Linked DNA regions of Sus scrofa: regions 1, 2 and 3 are each linked to region 4. Evidence: chromatin contacts called from public HiChIP or PLAC-seq and promoter capture Hi-C data. All regions are on one chromosome and are shown on one strand. The core of a region is the stretch at or near the end of the contact, and the rest is flanking DNA. Distances in the headings are between cores, read along the strand shown. Region 1 holds the start of DLST (dihydrolipoamide S-succinyltransferase). Region 2 overlaps RPS6KL1 (ribosomal protein S6 kinase-like 1). Region 3 holds the start of FOS (Fos proto-oncogene, AP-1 transcription factor subunit). Region 4 holds the start of ZC2HC1C (zinc finger C2HC domain-containing protein 1C).

What was found. Promoter capture Hi-C pulls out the DNA fragments that hold promoters and counts their contacts. HiChIP or PLAC-seq counts read pairs in DNA pulled down with a chosen protein or histone mark.
Region 1: a contact with region 4 is called in an H3K27ac HiChIP or PLAC-seq map of alveolar macrophages. The contact joins the promoter of DLST here to the promoter of ZC2HC1C in region 4. A contact is called at or near these places in 2 of 5 promoter capture datasets (fetal skeletal muscle and liver), 1 of 47 Hi-C or Micro-C datasets (fibroblasts) and 1 of 2 datasets of contacts at active chromatin or transcription factors (alveolar macrophages).
Region 2: a contact with region 4 is called in an H3K27ac HiChIP or PLAC-seq map of alveolar macrophages. The contact joins the enhancer-like site here to the promoter of ZC2HC1C in region 4. A contact is called at or near these places in 2 of 5 promoter capture datasets (fetal liver and fetal skeletal muscle), 6 of 47 Hi-C or Micro-C datasets (embryonic fibroblasts, epiblast stem cells, fetal skeletal muscle and 2 more) and 1 of 2 datasets of contacts at active chromatin or transcription factors (alveolar macrophages).
Region 3: a contact with region 4 is called in a promoter capture Hi-C map of fetal liver, with 2.6 times the contacts expected there. The contact joins the promoter of FOS here to the promoter of ZC2HC1C in region 4. A contact is called at or near these places in 1 of 5 promoter capture datasets (fetal liver), 4 of 47 Hi-C or Micro-C datasets (embryonic fibroblasts, epiblast stem cells, skeletal muscle and 1 more) and 1 of 2 datasets of contacts at active chromatin or transcription factors (alveolar macrophages).

The regions. Positions count from the first base shown.
Region 1 is chr7:98,089,725-98,092,424 of Sscrofa11.1, forward strand. DLST (dihydrolipoamide S-succinyltransferase) reads left to right here and starts at 1,437. Exons shown (of 15, transcript NM_214397.1): 1 at 1,437-1,525; 2 at 2,085-2,118. The coding sequence starts at 1,463.
Region 2 is chr7:98,119,966-98,122,665 of Sscrofa11.1, forward strand. The region is part of intron 4 of RPS6KL1 (ribosomal protein S6 kinase-like 1); the gene reads right to left. Among named protein-coding and RNA genes, the nearest start is that of RPS6KL1, 20 kb to the right of the region's middle. Within about 2 kb of position 1,281, at least 3 of the 83 cell types and tissues checked have an H3K27ac peak or open chromatin away from gene starts, as enhancers often do. A contact at or near this core is called in alveolar macrophages and embryonic fibroblasts, where this site is marked.
Region 3 is chr7:98,448,074-98,450,773 of Sscrofa11.1, forward strand. FOS (Fos proto-oncogene, AP-1 transcription factor subunit) reads left to right here and starts at 1,435. Exons shown (of 4, transcript NM_001123113.1): 1 at 1,435-1,575; 2 at 2,334-2,585. The coding sequence starts at 1,435.
Region 4 is chr7:98,263,805-98,266,504 of Sscrofa11.1, forward strand. ZC2HC1C (zinc finger C2HC domain-containing protein 1C) reads left to right here and starts at 1,448. Exons shown (of 2, transcript XM_021099532.1): 1 at 1,448-2,700. The coding sequence starts at 2,408. It overlaps ACYP1 (acylphosphatase 1), which reads right to left and starts at 1,349. Exons shown (of 3, transcript NM_001190198.1): 1 at 1,030-1,349. The coding sequence starts at 1,150.

The DNA.
Region 1 (2,700 bases), core at 187-2,686, 170 kb before region 4:
CTGTGAGCTGTGGTGTAGGCTGGCAGCTACAGCTCTGATTCAACCCCTAGTCTGGGAACCTCCATATGCCAGAACCTTCATGTGCTGCAGGTGCAGCCCTAAAAAGACAAAAAAAAAAAAAAAAAAAAAAAGAGTAGAGGGGGGTGCTATGTGTTTTCTTGGTTGTTCAACGCTGGGAGGCCCCAATTCAGCCCACAGATATTGATTGCACACCTAAACGATGTCAATCTCTGTTCCAAGTGTTGGGGATACATTATAGTTCAAAAACAAACTCATAGAGAAAGAAATCTGATTTGTGGTTACCAGTGATGGGGGAGGAGGGAGAATTGGATGAAGATATAAACTTATAAGATAAATAAGTACTAGGGATGTAATGTATTGCATGATAAACTCACCCTGCTGTATGCTATATATGAAAGTTTTTAAGAGGGTAAATCCTAAGAGTTCTCATCACATACAAATTTTTTTTGTTTTAAATTTCTTTAATTTTGTACTTACATGAAAGGATGGATGTTCACTAAACTTTTTGCGATAATCGCTTCACACACATACAGCAAATCATTACGCTGTATATCTTATACAATGCTACATGTCAATTATGTTTCAACAAAAATGTAATTTTTAAAAATTACTAGGAATACAGCAGTGAAAAAGACAGACACATTCTCTAATCTAATGGAATTTATTTTCTAGAGGTCGAGAGACAAATGAATGGCTTTCAAAATGCACAGGATGTATGGGGTACAGTTGGCTTGGCTGTAGAGAGTTTGAATAGGGGCTAGGGAAGATCAGGAGATGTGGATGCAGAAGTAGGGCTACTTGGTGAAGGTCTTCAGCTGGGTTAAAGGGTAATGGGTTAAAGGGTTCCTTGGGGTTGTTTCTTTGTTCCGAGGTTAGAAAGGGAAGTGATCACTGCTTTTTACTACTATTATTTTTTTAATAGTTGAGGAATTTGAGGCATAGGGAGGCAATGTCTCTTGTCTAAGGACACACAAGTGTAAGATCAGGCAGGCTTGTTTGTCAAAGTCCGAGTTAGAAGCCCTTGACGCCTTCCACTCTTTTCCAGCAGCGCTGCGGAAGAAGAGCAGGGTGTCCGGGGACCCAGGAGAGATGGGCGCCACGCTCAGAGACAGCTCTGCGGAAAGATCGGGGAGGGAAGGACCCCGGGGCGACCTGATCACGGGACAGTCATAGGTACCCTGCAGAGGATTTGTCCCGGCCGGAAGGCAGCGCAACTTGTTCCGGGGGAGCCTAGCCGCAGCGGGTTCACCCTGCGGGCACACCTGGGCTGAGGTTAGGGCAGCTGTGTTCTGCCCGTCGATTTTCCCCCCCGTTCGTCAGTGGTTCGTTCCGAACACCCCTCTCTGCGCTGCGGGTGCCGTGGTCCGCCCTGCTTCCGGTTGTTGCCGGGCTCTATATCCGGTGTCCGCCCGCCCTCGGCTCCGCCGCCGCCGCCGCCGCGATGCTGTCCCGGTCCCGCTGCGTGTCCCGGGCGTTCAGCCGTTCGCTTTCCGCCTTTCAGAAGGTACGGTCCGGCCGGGCTGGGGCCCCGGAGGGTGAAAAACTCTCCGGCAGGCGGACGGACGGCTCGGGGTCAGGGGCGTGGCGCGCCGGCGAGGCCGGGCACCAAGGGCATCGGGACGCGGAGGCCGCGGGCTGGGTGGCCGAGAGCCGCTGTTGCTCTCGGGTTCTTTTGCGGAGCCCAGTAGCCCCTCGCCTGCCCGAGGCAGGCAGCGCCTGGTCCCCTGCTGTACCCCACCCTCCGCGCGGGGCGGAGGAGCCGCGCCCGCTCCGACACGAGACTCAGAGTTGGGGAGGAGGCGCCACGGAATGCTCCGACGGGATCCAAGGGCCCGTTTCCTCTCTGTTAAAATCAGTGGGTATCAGCCCCGTTGGAAAGTTGAGATAGTTTGGCAGGCCCAGCGTGCTGACGGAGTGAGAGCACGCCTAGGCTGTTGCCATTAGCTTTCGGCGTCATGAGATTTCACCTGTCACCAGCACCGGGACAGCTTTGAGTCTGTATTTAAGAGAGAAAGCTGTTTCTTTCCTCTGGGTGACGTCGATAATGTCTTCTTTCTCCACAGGGGAACTGCCCTCTAGGGAGACGTTCCCTGCCTGGTAAGTTCTGCCCTTGCTGTCACCTAAAAATGCTCTCCTCCTGGGCAGAGCCGTATGTGAGGAAATGGGGTGCCTGTGTTTCTCCGCATGGTGTTCAGATAGATAGGAATGAAACAAGATGCTATTTAATAACAAACATCATTTATTCATTTAGCACATAGTTACTCAGTATCCGCAATGTGTCAGGCACTGTGCTAGGCACTCACTAGGGATTCATCAGTGAGTGGTTCTCCTTGTACTAGACCGTAGACCATACAGTCTAGTGGGAAGGACACGGTGTAAATTGTTAAACAAATGGACTATCGTGAATCTTGGTTAAATGCTGAGAAGGAAACAAATGAAGCAGGACACTAAAGCTGTGACCCACAGGATGTGACAGAGGCCAGGGTGATGAAGAGCAGGAGAGGGAAAAGGAATAGCAAGTGCAGAGTCCCTGAGGAAGTAAAGACCTTGGCAGTATTTCGTTACTGGAAAAAAAAAAAAGGTGATTTGACCAGAGCATTTTGGTTAAGGGAGAGAGTGCCATGAGGTAGAGTGCCACGAGGTATCGAGACTAGGAGAAAGAATTTTGGTTTTATCCCA
Region 2 (2,700 bases), core at 31-2,530, 140 kb before region 4:
GGGGTCCTAGATGCATCTCCGTGGTGGGCAGGGGTGGACCTCAGCCACAGGAGAGGACACGGCAGACCCACTGGGCCCACCACGGCAGGAAGGTGGAGACTTGGCCCAGATGAGGAGCACGTGGGGCCAAGACCAGCACCGTGGTGTTGGGACTTAGCCGTCAGCCCGCCTTGCACACATTCCCCGAGGGGGCAGGTGGCAGCTGGGCCCTGACGCCGGGGCTGGGCAGTGATGAAGGCTGCAGCCTAGGCTCAGGGTTAGAGCTTGGAGAATTTCTCATCTTCCAAACAGGAATTAGGCATGCCCACCCTCCCTGATCGCTGGTTGGTTGAGGCCCTTGGTGAATGTAAAGGCGTCAGTTGGAACGTCAGTTATCACATTTACAAAGTCACGTGGCCTCGCAGAACTTGGTTATTCTTCACTGCAAAACGGGTCAAGGCCGTAGCTCCTTCAGAAGGCCACGAGGAGGATTCTATTTGAGCAGACAACTCCCATCCAAATACTAACCGGGCCCAACCCTGCTTAGCTTCTGGGATCAGAAGAGATGTGGCATGGAGTTCCCATTGTGGCACAGTGGTTAACGAATCCGACTAGGAACCATGAGGTTGTGGGTTCGATCCCTGGCCTTGCTCAGAGGGTTAAGGATCTGGCATTGCCGTGAGCTGTGGTGTAGGTCGCAGACGTGGCTGGGATCCCGCGTTGCTGTGGCTCTGGTGTAGGCTGGTAGCTACAGCTCTGATTCGACCCCTAGCCTGGGAACCTCCATATGCCGCGGGAAGCGGCTCTAGAAAAAAGCCCCCCCACCCCCTCCCCAAAAAAGAAGATGGGGCGTGTCCAGGGTGGTAGGGCCGTAGACGGAGCAGACAGCTCAAGCAAGGCAGCAGTCTGCCTGCACATAACACTCTCAAAAGCCTAGAGTGATGCTTATTATCACAGGGGAAGCCCGCACTGGCTACATGGCATTGACTTCGTGCTAAGGGCTTTATCCAGATTAGTTAATTTTATTTCTACAGCCCTACCAGATATTACTAATGACTCATTTTACTGATGAAGAAATTAAGGTTCAGAGAGGTTCTGTTGCCTAAGGTGCTCCTGCTAAAAAGTGGTAGATCCAGGATGTGAAGCCAGACAGGCCGATGCCGGAGCCCTGGAGACGTGACTGAAAATAGGGGCAGGACCAGGAGACTGGACGCACCCCCCCCAACCCCTATCCCCATTTCCCCATCGTCAGTGAAAGGGAGGTGGCAGGTTCTAGGAGCACCGAGCAGCAGGCGTGAGACATCCCTTCTGACCAGCAGGGGTCTCTCCTCTGACAGCCAGAGACGGCATCCAGCCTGGCCCCGGATCCTTGGCCCAATTTGTGAAAAGTTTGAAAAAGAAGGGGAGAAGGCTCTGGGGTCATTTAGGATAACACAGTTTCCCACAAGTACTGACACCCTGGGTAAATTCCCCACCATCTCTTGCCAAGTGGGATTCCCCACCACCTTGTCCTGGGCAAGGCTTCTTATTGGCAAAGAACAAAAAACCAGCAGCGAAGCTCAGGGAAGCCAGGAATCAAACTCAATCAGTATACTGAAACGAGTGTGTTAAAAATAAAATAAAATACATCTATACACACGCACACACACCTATCAAGAAAGAATTACACCAGGAGTTCCCATGATGGCTCAGTGGTTAATGAACCCAACTAGTATCCATGAGGACACGGATTCAATCCCTGGCCTTGCTCAGTGGGTTAAGGATCCAGTATGGGTCGCAGAAACAAATCCAACTAGTATCCATGAGGATGTGGGTTCAATCCCTGGCCTCACTCAACTGGCTGGGGATCCAGTATGGGTCGCAGACACAACTCAGATCCCATGTTGCTGTGGCTGTGGTGTAGGCCAACAGCTATAGCTCCAATTCGACCCCTAGCCTGGGAATCTCCATACGCCAAGGGTGAGGCCCTAAAGACCGAAAAAAAAATTACACTAAAATATCTCAGAGTTAGGTAGGATGGAGGGGAATATACGTATATACATTTATAAAATATAAATATATTCATATATAAAATATACAAGTACATAAATATAAAAAAAATTTTCCCCTGTAACTTCTTTCTCTTTCATTATATTTCAAAAGGGTAGCAGAGGGGTATTTTCCCATTAAACCAAGCAAATAAAACCCCCCTTCGTCCTCTGCTCTGTGCTGTGGGGGACAGGGTGCTAGTTTGTCAATTGACTTCTATGAACCTCAGTTACATGCTCTGTGAGACAGGGATTAAAATGCAGCACAGTCCAAGAGAACCTTCTGCCATGACGGCAAAACCCAGCAGGGCCCTGTGGGGCTCCTGGGCACGAAAGCCTGTGTCCCCCATTTCTGGTTTTTAGGACAAGGGCCTCCTTCAGCCAGCATGGCCTTTCCTGAGTCCAAGGGACAGGTTCAGCCAGTTGCTGATCAGGGCAGGGCAAGGAGGAGACAAGGAAGAGTCAAGAAACAATAGTGCGGCCTTGCGGCCGGATCCTGGCTCCCCCTCAAAGGATACATATGATGCTGTAGGCATCCCATACACCAAAGAGAAAGTTACATTCCTTATGCTTCTTTTTGAAGTGAATACTTTTACTTGCTTTTTTTTTTTTTTAGCGCTGCACCTGCAGCATGTGGAGGTTTCCAGGCCAGGGGTCAAATCCTACAGCTGCCGGTCTGCACCACAGCCACAGC
Region 3 (2,700 bases), core at 185-2,684, 180 kb after region 4:
GCAAGAGGATGGGGCGTTTGGGGGCGCAGAGCACTCCAGAATACCTTGCCTCCCCAAAGCCCCGTTTTCCAGGCCACGGAGTGGTGCCTGAGGTCCCAGCCGCCGCGGTCTCCGGCCTTGGCGCTGCTGGGCACGGTCCTTCCAGCGCCCCCGTCCTCCCCCCTCCAAGTCGGTGCTGGAAAATCACCCGCTGCTGGCTCCCAATAACCAGCTTCCGGGGCATCGAACCACCCCCACCTCTCCAGCTCGGACTTGCGCTCCCCCAATACCTCACTCCATCCAGTACCCCAACTGACGACCTTGTCCACATGACAGCCCCTCCGGAGCCCGAGCTCAGAACCTGGCAAACAACCCTACAGACATTTTTGCATGGAGGTTCTGCACAATGTTTATTGGCTGGTGTCTCTGGGGTTTGACAGTAACTCTAACATCCCGTATTTGGCCGAGGAAAAAAATGCTCCTTTTCCCTTAAAAAAAAATTAATATTAAAATACCCAGCATCGTAGATAAAGTAGGTTATCGTATTCTCTTATTTTGTATCCCTCTACTTTCCGCTTCCAAACGCAGTAACAGTCCTAGTAGTGCTGAGCGCTGGGGCTTGAGGCGAGGGGGTGGGGGTCTGCTTCCACAGTTTGCACCGAATTAGTGATAGAATGAGGAATGGGGGTGGAGGCGCATTCCTTCGGGGGCCAAGGCTTAAGCCCAAGGGGCTGTGTACCTATCTCGCCTATACCTGAACCTCAGAACTCTTCCCGGGTTTCTGTACACAAGTAAAAAGGCGCCTACGCCCCATCCCCCAACCCCGGGAACAAGGGTCCGCATTGAACCAGGTGCGAATGTTCGCTCGCCTTCTCTGCCTTTCCCGCCTCCCCTCCCCCCGGCCACGGCCCCCGCCTCCCCCCCGCGCTGCACCCTTGGTGTTGGCTGCAGCCCGCGAGCAGTTCCCGTCAATCCCTCCCTCCCGTTTACACAGGATGTCCATATTAGGACATCTGCGTCAGCAGGTTTCCACGGCCGTTCCCTGAAGTTGTGGGGGGAGCCATCCCCGAAGTCCCTCATTTTAGGGGGTCTACGCGACCCCAAGACCGAGACTGAGAAAAGCTCAGAAGATAAAGAAACACAATAAGACGAAAGGCAGGGGGCTGAGACGGCGGAAGAGGCAGCAAAGAGGCTGCAGAGGTGGCAAGATCCGAGCGCCACCCCTCGAGAGCTGCAATGGTAGCGCTCCGTGACGTATTGGGCTCATTCATAAAATGCTGTTATAAAAGCAGTGGCCTAGTACTCCAACCGCATCTGCAGCGAGCAGCTAAGCTGAGACAGAACCGGCAGCGGCGCAGCGAGCGAGCAGCGACCGCGCTCTTACCCAGCTCAGCCCCGCAGCTCCTACCTGTCTCCGCCCCTCAGCCCCTCGCCCGGCTTTGACTACCTGCGATCATGATGTTCTCCGGCTTCAACGCCGACTACGAGGCGTCATCATCCCGCTGCAGCAGCGCCTCCCCTGCCGGGGACAGTCTCTCCTACTACCACTCACCGGCCGACTCCTTCTCCAGCATGGGCTCTCCCGTCAATGCGCAGGTAAGGCTGGCTTCGTGCCACCGCGGGGCTCGGGGCTCGGGGTTACCGGGGAGGAGACACTGGGACGGGACGCTCAGGAAGACAAGCCGGGGACCCCATTGGCCAGAGAGGGAGGCTTGCCCCGGCCGGATCAGCCCTATCTCGGGAGCCCCGGACTTGTTCGGAGCGCACACATGCTTGTCAAAATAAGAATCTTTTCTCCTCTCCCGCTGTGGGCTCATTCTGAGCTGACCCTGGCCCACGCGCTCTGACTGGTCTCTGACATTAGCTGGGGGCAAAAGTGTCCCAAGCAAAGACTGGCTAACTAGAGCCGGGCACCTCCGGGGGAGGAGGCAAAAAGCGGCGATCCTCCCTCCCCTCGCAGCCTGGAGCAGGGAGGAGGGTGAGAGGAGGAGGGTGAAGCCGGCGGGTGTGTAAGGCAGTTTCATTGATAAAAAGCGAGTTCATTCAGGAGACTCCGGAGCGGCGTCTGCGTCAGCGCAGACGTCAGGGATATTTATAACAACCCCCCTTTCAAGCGAGTGATGCTGAAGGGATAACGGGAACGCAGCAGCAGGATGGAGGAGAAAGGCACTGCGCTGCGGAATTCTTGGGAAGGGAGAGACCTTTCATCCAGGATGAAGGACATATAAAAATACATAAGCAGTCCATTTTTCACTCTCTCCCTGCTGCATGCGGCACTGGGCACTCCGCTCACCCCACCTGCGTCCAGAGCCTGGTCGCTCACGTCAGCTTTCCCCTTCTATATTTCATTCTAGGACTTCTGCACCGATCTGGCCGTCTCCAGTGCCAACTTCATCCCAACGGTGACTGCTATCTCGACCAGCCCAGACCTGCAGTGGCTAGTGCAACCCACCCTGGTCTCCTCGGTTGCCCCATCCCAGACCAGAGCCCCTCACCCCTACGGAGTCCCCACTCCCTCGGCTGGGGCTTACTCCAGGGCTGGAGTCGTGAAGACCATGCCAGGAGGCAGAGCTCAGAGCATTGGCAGAAGGGGCAAGGTGGAACAGGTGAGGGTTCTCAACACCTTCTCTCTGGTGGTGGCTGGGGTTGGGGGGGTAAGGTCAGTCTTGATGGAGATGGGGAGCATAGTGGACAGGGTGAAGCCATGGGTGGAACTGATTA
Region 4 (2,700 bases), core at 198-2,697:
AACTCATGAAGGAGTTCCCCTCCTGGCTCAGTAGTAATGAAGCCGACTAGTATCCATATGGATGCGGGTTCGATCCCTGGCCTCACTCAGTGGGTTAAGAATCTGGCGTTGCTGTGAGCTGTGGTGTAGGTCGCAGACGTAGCTCAGATCAGATCCCGCGTTGCTGTGGCTGTTGCGGAGGCCAGCAGCTACAACTCTGACTTGACCCCTAGCCTGGGAACAGCCATGTGCTGCGTATGCAGCCCTAAAAAGACAAAACAAAACAAAACAAAAGAGAGAGAGAGACTTCATGGAAAGACAAAAGATTCTTCTTCCTCAGAAACAGGAGCGAAAGAAGTTAAAATGGAGGGAGGCACCCTGGGAAATTCTGCCAGACTGGAGGGGAGCTTAGGGAGTTGATGACAGACAAGCCCCATGCTGAGATAATTAGGGCCTTGAGAAGAGTGGGAAATGTCTGGAAATGCATACATAGAGAAGGCAGTGGAGAGTCAATTAGAAAAGAAAACAAGGCATAAAAGTACTGCCCTTGGAGTGCCACCAAGGAATTTCTTCGTAACATGTAAAAACTGTAATATGACATATTAAAGTATTAACACCGACCACTGCTGTCCGTATTGTTCTCCATGGGCATGAATCTTTTAAGCAGTTACAGGGAAAAAAGTAAGCTGCTTGTTCCAAGTAGCTTACACAAATGAATTGAAGCATAAAGACAAACAAACCTTCTTCTGATGTTAACAAGTTACAGAGCATCTTTAGTGTTGAAACCAGGTTATATTGAGTATTTTGGATCTGGTAGTTAACTTTATTATCATTACACTTGGTTGAGTCACTCTTTGGCCGCAAGAAGAGAGGATCAGAGTTACCACGTGAGAGTAAAACATTATATCCAAATAATTAGATTGGCTACGAAAACGTCCCCGGAAAGATACTGCAAAAGACACCGCGTAGCAAAACCTAGCCGATTTGCTAAAATTTGACGCAAGCTCCAAACTATTTGCAAGGAAAGCCATGGACAGTATACAGCCGTACCTGGGGCCCGTACAAAGCAGCCGAGCGTGCTAAGAAAAGCTATCAGTATGCCCACGGCGGCTAAGAGGGCGGACACCGGAATCCTGCGGCAGGTCTTGAGGACACATCTAAGGCGCTCCATCTTTTGCCAGAGAAGGACACACCCCAGGACCTGAAAGCATCGCTCTGAGAAAAAAAAAAAAATACAAGCCCTTTGATGGAGCCCCAGAAAAGCCTCTCCCACCCTCTTCTCCCGTTCCCTAAGGGCAGGGCTGGACGGAGCTGCAGAGTTGGTGGGACACCGGGTCAAATGACACTCGTGTTGACCGCGCCCGCGACCGGGCGACTCCCGGGTGTGCGGACTGCGGCTGCGCACGCTTCTCCGGTGGAATTCGGGGCGTGGCGGGACTGGGTGCGCATGCGCTTCGGTCTCCAGGCAACAGGAATAACAGAGGCCCGCCAACAGCGCCTGCACGGCGGCGGGCGGTTGGGAGGGTGGTGTGTGGTCTGGAAAACTAAATTCTGGGGTTTCCCCTGAGCAGGAGCCGTCTGCTAGAACAGGTACGCGGAAGGGCGGGAAGATATGGGGTCAGCACCTCGACCTCCCAAGGGCCCGAGAGACTGAAGAGCGAGCACTTGTCCCTAAAGCAGAGTTTCCAGTGGGGCTACCCGGCTGACCCTCCAGGACAGAACAGGACTTATGCGTTCCGGATATGAACCCCGCCAGATCAGGTGTTCTCCGCCTCTCAGGTTACCGACCTTCCGCCATCTGCGCTGCGAGGACACCTTGCGAGAGGGTTTGCCAGCCAGGCACTTGCTGCAGGCCTTGAGCCGGCTCTCTGCACTTTGGGGTCCAGCACGGTTCCAGCAGGCGGGAAGTCCTGAGAGCAGTTTGTGCCAGTTGCTTACCAACAGGCTGAAGTTTTCTACCTGTAAAATGGTGGAGCGGGACTTGGAGTCCTAAGGTCCCTAAGTTCCAGCCATCTAACTCTTAAGTGAACCCCTCAGTTTACTGGTGAAGAAACTGGAGCCGGCGAGGGGATGCTGCTTGTCCTGACTGAAAACTGACTTTCAGCCCAATAGCTCATTCCGCCTGCTACGGAGTATACTGTGTAAGCAGGAGCATCACTATGTATGATATATATAAAGGAAAGCTAGGTGGCAGGAACACCTGTATCACATTCCCTTTTTCTATCCTTAGGACCTAATAAGCACCCATAGGACATAATAAGCGCTTATCAAATGCTAGACCTAGCAGCACTGTCCCTAAAAAGTCTAAGGGAAACTGTGGGTAAGACAAGTGTAGAAATAGTTTACTTTCACAGCTGAGATGAACCTCAGACAAACTCCTCACATATGTCTGGTTTAAATCTCCCCTAGGCTTCTGTCCAAGCCCTGAATGGCTGGCCTCCAGTTGGCACTGACTCTGCCTGTGGGCATTATGTTCCCATATAATAAAAGGGAAGCTCCAGAGCTCCATTCAGTTAAGCAAGATCCCTATGAAAAAGGTGACTCTTCCCAGCGGTCTTCTATGGGGCACCTGAGGAATAATTTCCAGCAGGAGCTTTTGAGCAACAAAGAGCTGACACTAGATAAGCTCTACACTCACCCCAAATGGAACACCAGCATGAAAGCCTGGAGCTGCTCCTATCCCCACTGTGCTGAAATAAGCCAGCAAGATTCGAGAAAAGG